2 separate regions of the Hordeum vulgare genome follow, and region 1 is linked to region 2. Evidence: chromatin contacts called from public Hi-C data. All regions are on one chromosome and are shown on one strand. Each heading gives the region's core, a stretch centred on a gene start, on an enhancer-like site or on the middle of the called end of the contact. The rest is flanking DNA. Distances are from core to core; before and after follow the strand shown. Region 1 holds the start of LOC123427050 (plant UBX domain-containing protein 1). Region 2 holds the start of LOC123427047 (elongator complex protein 3).

Region 1 (5,230 bases), core at 1,035-3,534, 370 kb after region 2:
CTACCGAGGCCTGCACGTGTAGAAGGGACTTCTTCTGCTAATGGTACTTCTACATCTACATCTACTACTGTTGCTGCTACAAAAATGAGATCAGTGAGAGGTGGAAGAGTTGGTGGAGGAGGAAGTATTGGTGCAAGGAAGAAAGCTGAGAAATATGCAAGACTGATGAGCTACTTCACAGCGAGTGGAAATGTGTGAAATTTGATGTGTGTCAATGGTTGAAACCTTTGGGACTGCAACCCATGTATGTGTCCCGTGTACCTGTGTTAGAATTTGAGTGTTGTGAACCTTTGTTAGAATTTGTATCTTCTGAACATGTGTAACAATTTGTGAACCTTTGTTAGAATTTGTGAACCTGTGTTAGAATTTAAGTCATGTGAACCTCTGCTATTTGACATTAAGGCTATTTGTGAACTTGTCTAATTCAACACTAATGTGGCACAAATAACTGAAACACAAATAAAGGGAAATGCATCAAACATAAATAAGGCACATTAATAGCATTATCCAGCAACAAATTCAGTACAAATATCTTGCAATTTTAGTGCCACAAATAACAGATAGTACTACAACAACATTGAATCATTCTTCAGTTATTTCCTTGATCTTCCTGATTTTCCCCTTCCTGGCCTCCAGGTGCCTTTTCTCTTGCTTCAACTTCTCCCTCTCCTCCAACAAACTGTTCCTCTCCTTCTTGATTTGGTCCATCTCCTACAGCAGGTTCACCTTCTCTAGCTTCTCTTGGTCTCTTTCTTTCTCTGCTTTGGCCCTTAGTACCTGATGGATGTTAGTGTCTGCTTTCACAGCCAAGTTCTTTTTCTCAAGCTCTTCCTTGAAGTCACTTAGAGCTATCTGTGCATTGCCTAACTCGGAAATTGCATCCTCCTTGTCAGCCACCATTTTAGCAAAGTCAACTTTAAAGAACCTCAGGTCATTTTCCATCTTCCTCTTATCTTGCACTACCTTGAAGACTTCTTCAGCATTAACTACATTCTGTCTCAACTTGTCATCAAACTCCTTGTCATACATATCCTAGATAGCAGCTAAAGCTTGCTTCAATGGGATTGGCCACTCAGAATCAATCCCTTGCACATGCTTGCACTTGGGTGCATCCTATTATTGTGTGCAAAAAATAAAAAAACATTAATACTTATGAAGAAGACTATGGCAGACTTATAATTTTATGAACAAAACATTGTAATTTCACAGATTATAATTTTATGAACAGACTATGGCTCAAGTACCTTAACACCTAATTGCACTGCTAGTTCACCTTTTTTGCACAGCCTAGAAACCTCCTGCCGCTATGAGTGGATCGAAACGCCACCAACTTCTCACGGGGGCTCCATGCTCACACAATGCAGGATGATTCATAGCCAGGCCGCTCCATTCCGTGCACTCCATGGTGGGAGGTGCATAAACATAAGGAAAATGAGTTCAATTTCTACACGTAACAAAATTCCCCTTTCTCCCTAGAACCATAACCCTAGATCCATCTGAGCAGAAGCGAACCTGGGTCACACAATCATCATCACACGATGAAGACGAGTAAGAAACATCAGACCAAGAAACCATGGCGTCCCTCCCCGTTGGCGGTGGCTGATGGCGATGGATGGCGGCGATGGGCGTCGACAGGTACGGTGGAGGGGAGAATAAATAGAGAAGGGAGGGGAATGAGAGCACCACGCGCGGCGAAGACGGGCTTAACCAGCGGCGGGAACGATCGTCTCGGCGCACCGTCTGTCCGAGCCCACGTGGCTCCGATGGGTGGGCCAGGTTGGCTAGTTTTGGTGTTAGACGCGGCTAGACTCTAGTTTAGTGCTATGTGTTACTCACTTGCCACACAAGTGGTGATTATTTTTGATTTTCGACAAAATTGATGGTTTTGGAGTATCCTTAGCACGATTGTAGTGGTTTTGGTTTAAAATTATAATGAACCCCTCCCTCCTCCCACACACCAGCAATTGAATGCTATTCAATAGTCTCCATTCCTACGATTCACTTATACTTTCTATACTTTCCTTTCTCATTCCTAACGTTTTAGACCTTTCCTACGATATCTTTTACCCGCGTTCCAAACAGGACCCAAGATATCTTCCAAGAAAATCCGGCAAAAAAGAAAAAACCCGGAGATATCTTCGACGGAAAGATTCACCCCTCGCCTGGGACCCGGTTGTCAGCCTCCGCAGCTCGGCTGCGCCCCGCCCCCGCGTGCCACACAGACCAGTATAAATGGGGCTACGGTCACGCGCCTGCACGCACCAGCACCTTTACTAGACCTGACCCGACCTGCAGCCGCGGCCCCACTCGCGGTGCCCCGTCACGAAGCCGGTTCCCTGACGGTGCCACGAAGGCCGTGCCCGACCCCAATGGAAGCAGAGTACCCCCAAATAAACCCTCTCCGCCTCTGCTCCAGGCGCCGGAAAAGGGAGGAGGACGAGGGAGGGATCGAGCTGCTGCTGTCCATGGATCTCGACGAGGAGGAGACGCGGCCGGAGCAGCAGGCGCCGCCTCGGGTCCCGGTACGTCTCCCCCCTCCCGCGCCCCGCTCCTCTTGGGTTTCTTGGGCGAGTTCTTGGCGGGGCGGAGTTCTTGGCGGCGGGATGGGCACGGTAAAGGCCGCGCGATCTTTGGTTGGGGGCGGAGTTTTTGGCGGCGGGATGGGTGGGGTAAAGCGAGGATTCGCGCCTTGGATCGGGTGGTGGGCGCGCTCTCTCCGGATTCTTTGCGTGGGGGGTTAGCGGGGCGTTCTTGGCTGGAAAGGGCGCAGCGATGGTGCGCTGGTTCTTGGGCATTGGTGCGTTGTGCTAGAAATTGCAGTTCTTGATGTTTCTTTACTTGCCAACTTTGTGTGTGGAGGAGTGATTCTTTACTTGTACACCCAGTTTGTGTGATTGGGGAATCCACCTGGCTGCATGCCTTGCGGAAGACGAGTTCTTTGACCTAGGTTTTAATCCATGGATTCTTTCAAATGAGGGTTCGTCTTTATCGCTGTTGGCTGCACGAGGTCTCAAGGGGGGAAATAAGCTCTGTAGATCGGTTAAGGTCCAAAGAATTTGTAGATCCCAGCAAATGAAGAGCCTGTTGTTGTTTCTTTGTGTCAGATTCCTGCAAACATTCTTGGAAGTGAAGGATTAGTGTTTTACCACCGCATTCTGTAGCCTCTATGGTTTGCATTTGAGAGATTCCGTCTGTACGAACATTGATGGCCATGAGAGGTTTAGGTGCCATCTGTAGCTTCGTCTACATGAAGCTCTTTAAGTTTTTACAATGCCTTGTTCGTGCTAGGCATGTATGGTTACCGGTTGATTGGCAGAAAAGCAGTACTGTATCTTGGGAGAAGTTTGGAGGGAGGCTGCCAGGTGCTCTGCAGAACAGCGTAATGGCTGAAACCTACATGCTGTCAACTTGTTATTGACAACATCAATACTCTTTTGTTTTGCTTGTGATAGATGCTCAATTATTCATAATTGTGTGCCCTCTGGTGTCAAATATGATTGAAAGCTGTCTGAACTTCAGAAAGACATCTATCGCTTCATTTGGAATACATTTTTGTGCCGTATTTCTTCTCACATTGATCCTTTTTGGAATAAGGACCCATGATTAGTCATTAGACTTTTCTGCTCAAGTGGTTGCTTTATGCTTTCTTGTCTAAATAATCGATAGGTTCGATAATTATATGAAGTGTAAAACAATTAGTCATAGCACTTGTATTCATCTGCCCATGAGAGAGTGTTCTTCTTTGGTCAGAACCTTTGTATCATCACTTCTCCACGAATAGAATAGTGAAAACGTAAAATGAAGTCTGACAACTACATTTTCTTCAAAATCACAGGAGAAGCTGAAAGCAGTGGGACAAGAGCTTGGACATGAGATCCGGATATTTTCAAGCACAACATTTGAGCTGATGACTAGCAAATTGCCCAGGGCAGATCAGGGTAAATGCATTTATTTGCTTTTGCTTTACTTCAATTCTGTTATGTCTCTTTATGATAATTGCATTGTGACATGAAAGCATGATTCATGCAGAGGAAGACGATGACTTTTATGAGCTTCAGCCTGGTGATTATTACAAGTTGATTTCCAATAGGCTTGCAGGTTACTTAAATGCTCTTTTAATATTGTCTGAGAACAGTTGCATTTTTATTACTTAAACATTCTACTTGGCATTGCCCAACCTTTCAAATTTCTTAACTGTAACCATGTTTAAACTTGACACCTTGCAGAACAATCGAAAGTTCTGAAGACTCGTAAAATAAGGGAAGCAGAACTTGCTGCTCAACGAGCAAGGCTAACAAAGGTAGGAAGGAATATGATGCACTATGCCACTATTTAGTTGTTATTATTATTATGTAGGACTAATACTACTTTTTCTCCTCTAGCTGATTGTATTTTGCTTATTGATTTTTATCTAGCCTTATATTAACAGTACCTTCGGACATGTTTTAAGGGCAAATTTGTTTCCTAGAGTAAATATATCTGCAAAGTCTATTCTCGCAAAAATAATAATCTGCAAAGTCTATCTGTTGGCATGTGAAATCTTATGTAGAAATACTTCAAATGATGCACATAGTTCTGATTATTTATTTTCAAAGTAGCTCCTTTTGCCTTTTCTTATTAATTCAGTATTATTAATTTAGTAGTAGACAATGCCCTGTCTCATCCTCATTTAATTGGTTTATTTTATTCGTCCATATCCGAATCTAGTTTCAGCACAAATTCCATTTTATTGCTAACCTTCTTAACTGTAGGCAGTGATGAGGGTTCGATTCCCTGATGGTTACATTCTTGAGGTTGAGTTTCATCCATCAGAGACAGTACATAGTCTGTTGGATCTTCTCATGAAAGTAATTGCTAGACCAGACCTGCCATTCTATCTTTGTAAGTTCCACTGCTCTTTTCAGATGACTGATGTAGAGTTTGACAAGTAATATTTTCCCTTTCCTCGTTTCCTGTTCACCAGTTCCTTTTATTTCACCCTGGTTTGGTTAAGGTCGGCTCAGTGTTTCCAATGATAAAACATTTGTGTATGAGTAGCAAATGTATATGTTGACAATCATGAAAAACAGGGAAACAACTAGTGTCCTATAAATAATTTGATGGTCTAGCTTTACATCATGTGAACAAAATTTCAGTGCTTTGAGCAAAGGGTTTTACATATTTTTATGAATCATTTGTTATGAAGTGCTATAAATTAATCAAATTCAGTTTGGTATACAACTATTCACAG
Region 2 (5,445 bases), core at 1,701-4,200:
TGACTTCCGCTTTAGGATTCGTGTCCAACGGGATAAGCGCGCCAAAGTCGCTAGAGCGAAGTGGTGGAAGCTCAAGGGGGAGGCATCCCAGGCTTTCAGGGAGAGGGTCATTAAGGAGGGCCCTTGGGAGGAAGGAGGCGATGCAAACTTGATGTGGACGAGTATGGCGACCTTCTTGCGGAAGGTCGCTGTAGAGGAGTTTGGGGTGACCAAGGGAAGTAGAAGGGAAGCTAAGGACACCTGGTGGTGGAACGATGAGGTCCAGAAGGTTATTAGGGAGAAGAAGGACTGTTTCAGATGCCTATATCTGGACAGGAGTGCAGCTAACATGGAGAAGTATAAGGTGGCGAAGAAGGCAGCAAAGCGGGCGGTGAGTGAAGCGAAAGGTCGGGCGTATGAGGACCTCTACCAACGTTTAAACACTAAGGAAGGCGAAAGGGACATCTATAAGATGGCCAAGATTAGGGAGAGGAAGACGAGGGATGTCGGCGAAGTCAAATGCATCAAGGACGGAGATGATCAGCTTCTTGTGAAGGATGAGGCGATCAAGCGTAGATGGCGGGAGTACTTTGACAACCTTTACAATGGAGAGGTTGATAGCTCTACCATTGAGCTAGACAACTCCTTTGATGATACCAGCATGTGCTTTGTGCGACGTATCCAGGAGTGTGAGGTTAAGGAGGAGTTAAAAAGGATGAAAGTAGGCAAAGCGATGGGTCCTGATGGTATCCCCATCGAGGTGTGGAGAGGCCTTGGAGACATAGCGATAGTACGGCTAACTAAGCTTTTCAACCTCATTTTTCGGTCAAACAAGATGCCCGAAGAATGGAGGCGGAGTATTTTAGTACCAATCTTTAAGAACAAGGGGGATGTTCAAAGTTGTACTAATTACCACGGAATCAAGCTGATGAGCCATACTATGAAGCTATGGGAGAGAGTCATTGAACACCGTTTAAGAAGGTTAACAAGCGTGACCAAAAACCAATTTGGTTTCATGCCTGGGAGGTCTACCATGGAAGCCATCTTCTTGGTACGACAGCTGATGGAGAGATACAGGGAGCAAAAGAAGGACCTTCATATGGTGTTCATTGATTTGGAGAAGGCCTATGATAAGATACCTCGGAATGTCATGTGGTGGGCCTTGGAGAAACACAAAGTCCCAATAAAGTACATTACCCTCATCAAGGATATGTATGATAATGTTGTGACAAGTGTTCGAACAAGTGATGGCGACACCGATGACTTTCCGATTAGAATAGGGCTACACCAAGGGTCAGCTTTGAGCCCTTACCTTTTTGATTTGGTGATGGATGAGGTCACAAGGGATATACAAGGAGATATCCCATGGTGTATGCTCTTTGCGGATGATGTGGTGCTAGTCGATGATAGCCGAACGGGGGTTAATAGAAAGTTAGAGTTATGGAGGCGTACTCTAGAATCGAAAGGTTTTAGGCTTAGTAGAACTAAAACTGAATACATGAGATGCAGTTTTAGTGCTACTAGGCACGAGGATGGAGAGGTTAGCCTTGGTGGGCAGGTGGTACCGGAGAGAGACACGTTTCGATATTTGGGGTCCATGTTGCAGAAGGATGGCGATATCGGTGAAGACGTGGGCCACCGAATCAAGGCTGGGTGGATGAAGTGGCGCCAAGCTTCTGGCGTACTCTGTGACAAGAGAGTGCCACAAAAGCTAAAAGACAGGTTTTATAGGACAGCTATCCGACCTGCGATGTTGTATGGCCCGGAGTGTTGGCCAATCCAACAGTTAGGTGTGGCAGAGATGCGCATGTTGAGATGGATATGTGGCCACACAAGGAAGGATCGGGTACGGAATGACGATATACGAGAGAGACTTGGGGTAACACCGATTGAAGAGAAGCTGGTCCAGCATCGTCTCAGATGGTTTGGACATATTCAACGGAGGCCATCGGAAGCGCCGGTGCATAGCAGACGGATAAAGCGTGCTGAGAATGTTAAGAGGGGTCGTGGTAGACCAAACTTGACATGGGAGGAGTCCGTTAAGAGAGACCTGAAGGTTTGGAATATCGACAAAGACTTAGCCATGGACAGGGGTGAGTGGAAGTTAGCTATCCACGTTCCAGAGCCATGACTTGGTTTCGAGATCTTATGGGTTTCAACTCTAGCCTACCCCAACTTGTTTGGGACTGAAAGGCTTGGTTGTTTTTGTTGTTGTAGAGATTAAGTAGATCACTACTGAACAACTATTGTTTGCACTAATTAACAGTTCAATGAGACCTTGCCCTCACACCTCTCAGTCACAGAGATTAAGTAGATGACTACTGAACAACTATTTTCATGTTTCAGTTGCAATGCAAACTGAAGCATGCATTTTCTATTTCTAACAATGTATTAACAGCATCAGTAGTAGTGAATCACCTTGCCCGGATAGCGCGCATGCTGGTGGGCTCGTATCCAGTGTAGGACTGGGTGCTGTACTCGAAGTCGGAGTCGGGGCCTCCCGGGCAGTAGACGCAGATGTTCCCCGTGGTGGCGATGTGGGGGCACCGGTGCGGCTTGGACATGACGGCGACCACCGCGATGCCCGAGGCCGTGCGCACGGGCTTGGCGCGCAGGCGGGGCAGCAGCGCCGCGCGGTCCGCCTCCGGCACGGCGGCGATCATCTCCACCAGCTTGGGCGCGCGGGCGAGCCCGTAGCGCCGGCACGCGGCCGACTTGAGCGCGTTGAGGTCCACGTCCTCCCCGCGGCGCGAGAGCTCGCCCATCTCCGACACGATCTCCGCGATGGCCCGCACCCTCGCCTCCTCCTCGGAGAGTCCCGCGGGCAGCACCACGCCCCCGCGCCCCGGCGTTGGCTTCCGGCGGCGCGGCTGGTCGGCCGCTGCTGCGGCTACGGCGGCGGCCATCGGGAAGGGTTTCAGCGAAGGGTTTTTTTTTTTTTTTGCCTCGGGGGGAGGGAGGGACGAAACTGGGACCTGGGCTCGGTCGGTGTCTGGCCTTTGCCTTCTCTACCGGCCGGTTCGACGCATCTCCGCCCATCACAGCCGTCAGATCACGAAACGGACGGTGCGGATTAATCCACGTGGGACCAGAGTGTAAACAAGTATAGGCCGCCAGTAACTAAATTCTTTTAAGCTCACGGGAAAATCCTTTCTCCTCTGCTCTGCTCTGCTCTCTCTTCCCCCATCTCTTGCGGCAGAAGCAAAGCGCGGCGAGGCGAGGCGAGTCGGCGGCGGCGAGATGGACGGCGGAGGCGAGGAAGGGAAGCAGCAGCCGCAGCTGGTGCTGGCGCACAAGCTGTTCCTCCTCTCGCAGCCAGACGTCGACGACCTCGCCAAGGTCGGCCTCCGCGACGACGTCCTCGCCGCAGTGAAATCCGATGGTACCAAACCCTGCCTCCTCCTCGAATCTGCTCCCTCGCCCGAGGGTCGGTTTTGGCGGGGTCTGATTCGATCCGATGTGCTTGTTTTTCATTCCAGACATGGCGGCGCTGTACGAGTCGCTGGCGGCCGACGGCGTGCTGGAGATGGACGCGGCGCTGCTCGCGGAGATGCGCGGCAGGATCGAGGAGGAGACCCGCAAGTTCGACGAGAAGTGAGTGGATCTCCCCGGTCTACCCTTTTTCATGCTCGAATTTCAGGCTAGTTTCTAGGGTTTCAAGTATTTGTGACATTGCTCCATCTTAGTATATACTTTGACCACCCCAGATAGATTCTCTGATGATTTAGCCCTGAGAAACCTGCAGCGTTACGAGCTCTAGACTGTAATTGTGGAATCCTTCATTTGTTCTTGATGCTCCTGTTGTTTCTGAGCGTTATAATAACTAGTACTCCGTACTAACTAGTATTGGATGTCTTCAAAAATTAGTACTACCAAATTTTCTTTTCCTATATTGTTGGTATTATGAGATATGTAGGGAATACTAAAATGTGTAGGTATTATGAGATATGTAGGTATTATGAGATATGTAGGGAATACTAAATGAGATATGTTGGTATTATTTTCTTTTCCTATATTGTTTAAGGTTACTGATGGACAACCATCTAGATCTGTAGTGGAACAGCGGCTCTTGATAGTAAATAGAGAATTGATGTGTGCACAAACAAATCACTTGTCTCGAGAAAGGTCTGCAGTTTAAGCAGTCCGGAATTTTTCTGCAAAGATTGTTCCATTTCGCCCAAATGAAAATGTATGCTCGTGTTATCTAGGCTCTGAACTTCTGAAGTATATTGCTTCTTTTTACCGCCTTCTTCTGTTTCATCTGATTTCACATTACGTTATGTTTGTTCTTGGCTTCTACTGACTAATATCATTCACCTATCTATGCATAAAGGATTGCGGATGCTGAAGAGAATTTGGGTGAGAGTGAAGTGCGTGAAGCCCATCTAGCCAAATCCTTATATTTCATAAGGGTTGGCGAGAAGGTATATATATGTATCTACTGGCTTTCACCGTGTTAAGGTTGTCGATGCATGTTTCATCATTTTGTTCTGACCTAAATGTCCAAAATATCAGGAAAAAGCGCTGGAGCAGCTTAAAGTTACTGAAGGCAAGACTGTAGCTGTCGGGCAGAAGATGGACCTTGTTTTCTACACTTTACAGATTGGCCTTTTCCATATGGATTTTGATCTCATCTCAAAGTCTGTTGACAAGGCTAAAATGTAAGTATGAAGTCTTGTAGTTTAGCTATTTGCTACTGTACTTGTTTTGCATTATGATGTGTAATACTGAGCAACCTCCTTTCCTGATCGAAGCTTGTTTGAAGAGGGTGGTGATTGGGAGAGGAAGAACAGGTTGAAAGTGTATGAAGGCTTGTACTGCATGGCCACTAGAAATTTCAAGAAGGCTACTAGCTTATTTTTGGATTCCGTTTCAACTTTCACAACTTATGAGTTGTTCCCCTATGATACGTTCATCTTTTACACGGTCCTTACAAGTGTTATCACATTGGACCGCGTATCTCTAAAACAAAAGGTACATATTCATCTTTTCTCCTTTCAAGTCTGCTTTGTTAGCTGGAATGTAGATAGGATACCTATTTAACAATACTGTTGACAGGTTGTAGACGCACCTGAGATCCTGGCTGTTATCGGCAAAGTACCTCACCTCTCGGAATTTCTCAATTCCCTCTACGATTGTCAGTACAAGTCATTTTTTGTGGCATTCTGTAAGTGAAGGACCGCTTTATCCTGTCATATTCTTGCATTTGTTCTGATGAGCAGTGATGCTTGTTTGGCTGTTCTGGTGGGGTTAACTCTTTGGATTTCTCATATCTAGTCCATGTTTGTTTTCAGCTGGCCTGACGGAGCAGATCAAGTTAGACCGATACTTGCAACCACATTTCCGCTACTTCATGCGTGAAGTGCGCACTGTTGTCTATTCGCAGTTCCTTGAGTCATACAAGAGTGTGACAATGGAGGCAATGGCTGCCGCATTTGGTGTGACAGTTGATTTCATAGACCAGTA

What was found. Hi-C and Micro-C count contacts between places; a contact is called where the count stands out from the background.
Region 1: a Hi-C map of seedling shows a contact between it and region 2, with 5 times the contacts expected there. The contact joins the promoter of LOC123427050 here to the promoter of LOC123427047 in region 2. A contact is called at or near these places in 3 of 6 Hi-C or Micro-C datasets (leaf and seedling) and 1 of 1 datasets of contacts at active chromatin or transcription factors (embryo).

What each region holds. Positions count from the first base shown.
Region 1 is chr2H:534,352,062-534,357,291 of MorexV3_pseudomolecules_assembly, forward strand. LOC123427050 (plant UBX domain-containing protein 1) reads left to right here and starts at 2,285. Exons shown (of 8, transcript XM_045110987.1): 1 at 2,285-2,522; 2 at 3,836-3,938; 3 at 4,030-4,098; 4 at 4,227-4,300; 5 at 4,752-4,881. The coding sequence starts at 2,370.
Region 2 is chr2H:533,985,045-533,990,489 of MorexV3_pseudomolecules_assembly, forward strand. LOC123427047 (elongator complex protein 3) reads right to left here and starts at 2,951. Exons shown (of 9, transcript XM_045110984.1): 1 at 2,398-2,951. The coding sequence starts at 2,885. LOC123427049 (26S proteasome non-ATPase regulatory subunit 6) reads left to right here and starts at 3,117. Exons shown (of 8, transcript XM_045110986.1): 1 at 3,117-3,361; 2 at 3,459-3,573; 3 at 4,313-4,403; 4 at 4,495-4,640; 5 at 4,734-4,953; 6 at 5,038-5,146; 7 at 5,274-5,442. The coding sequence starts at 3,220.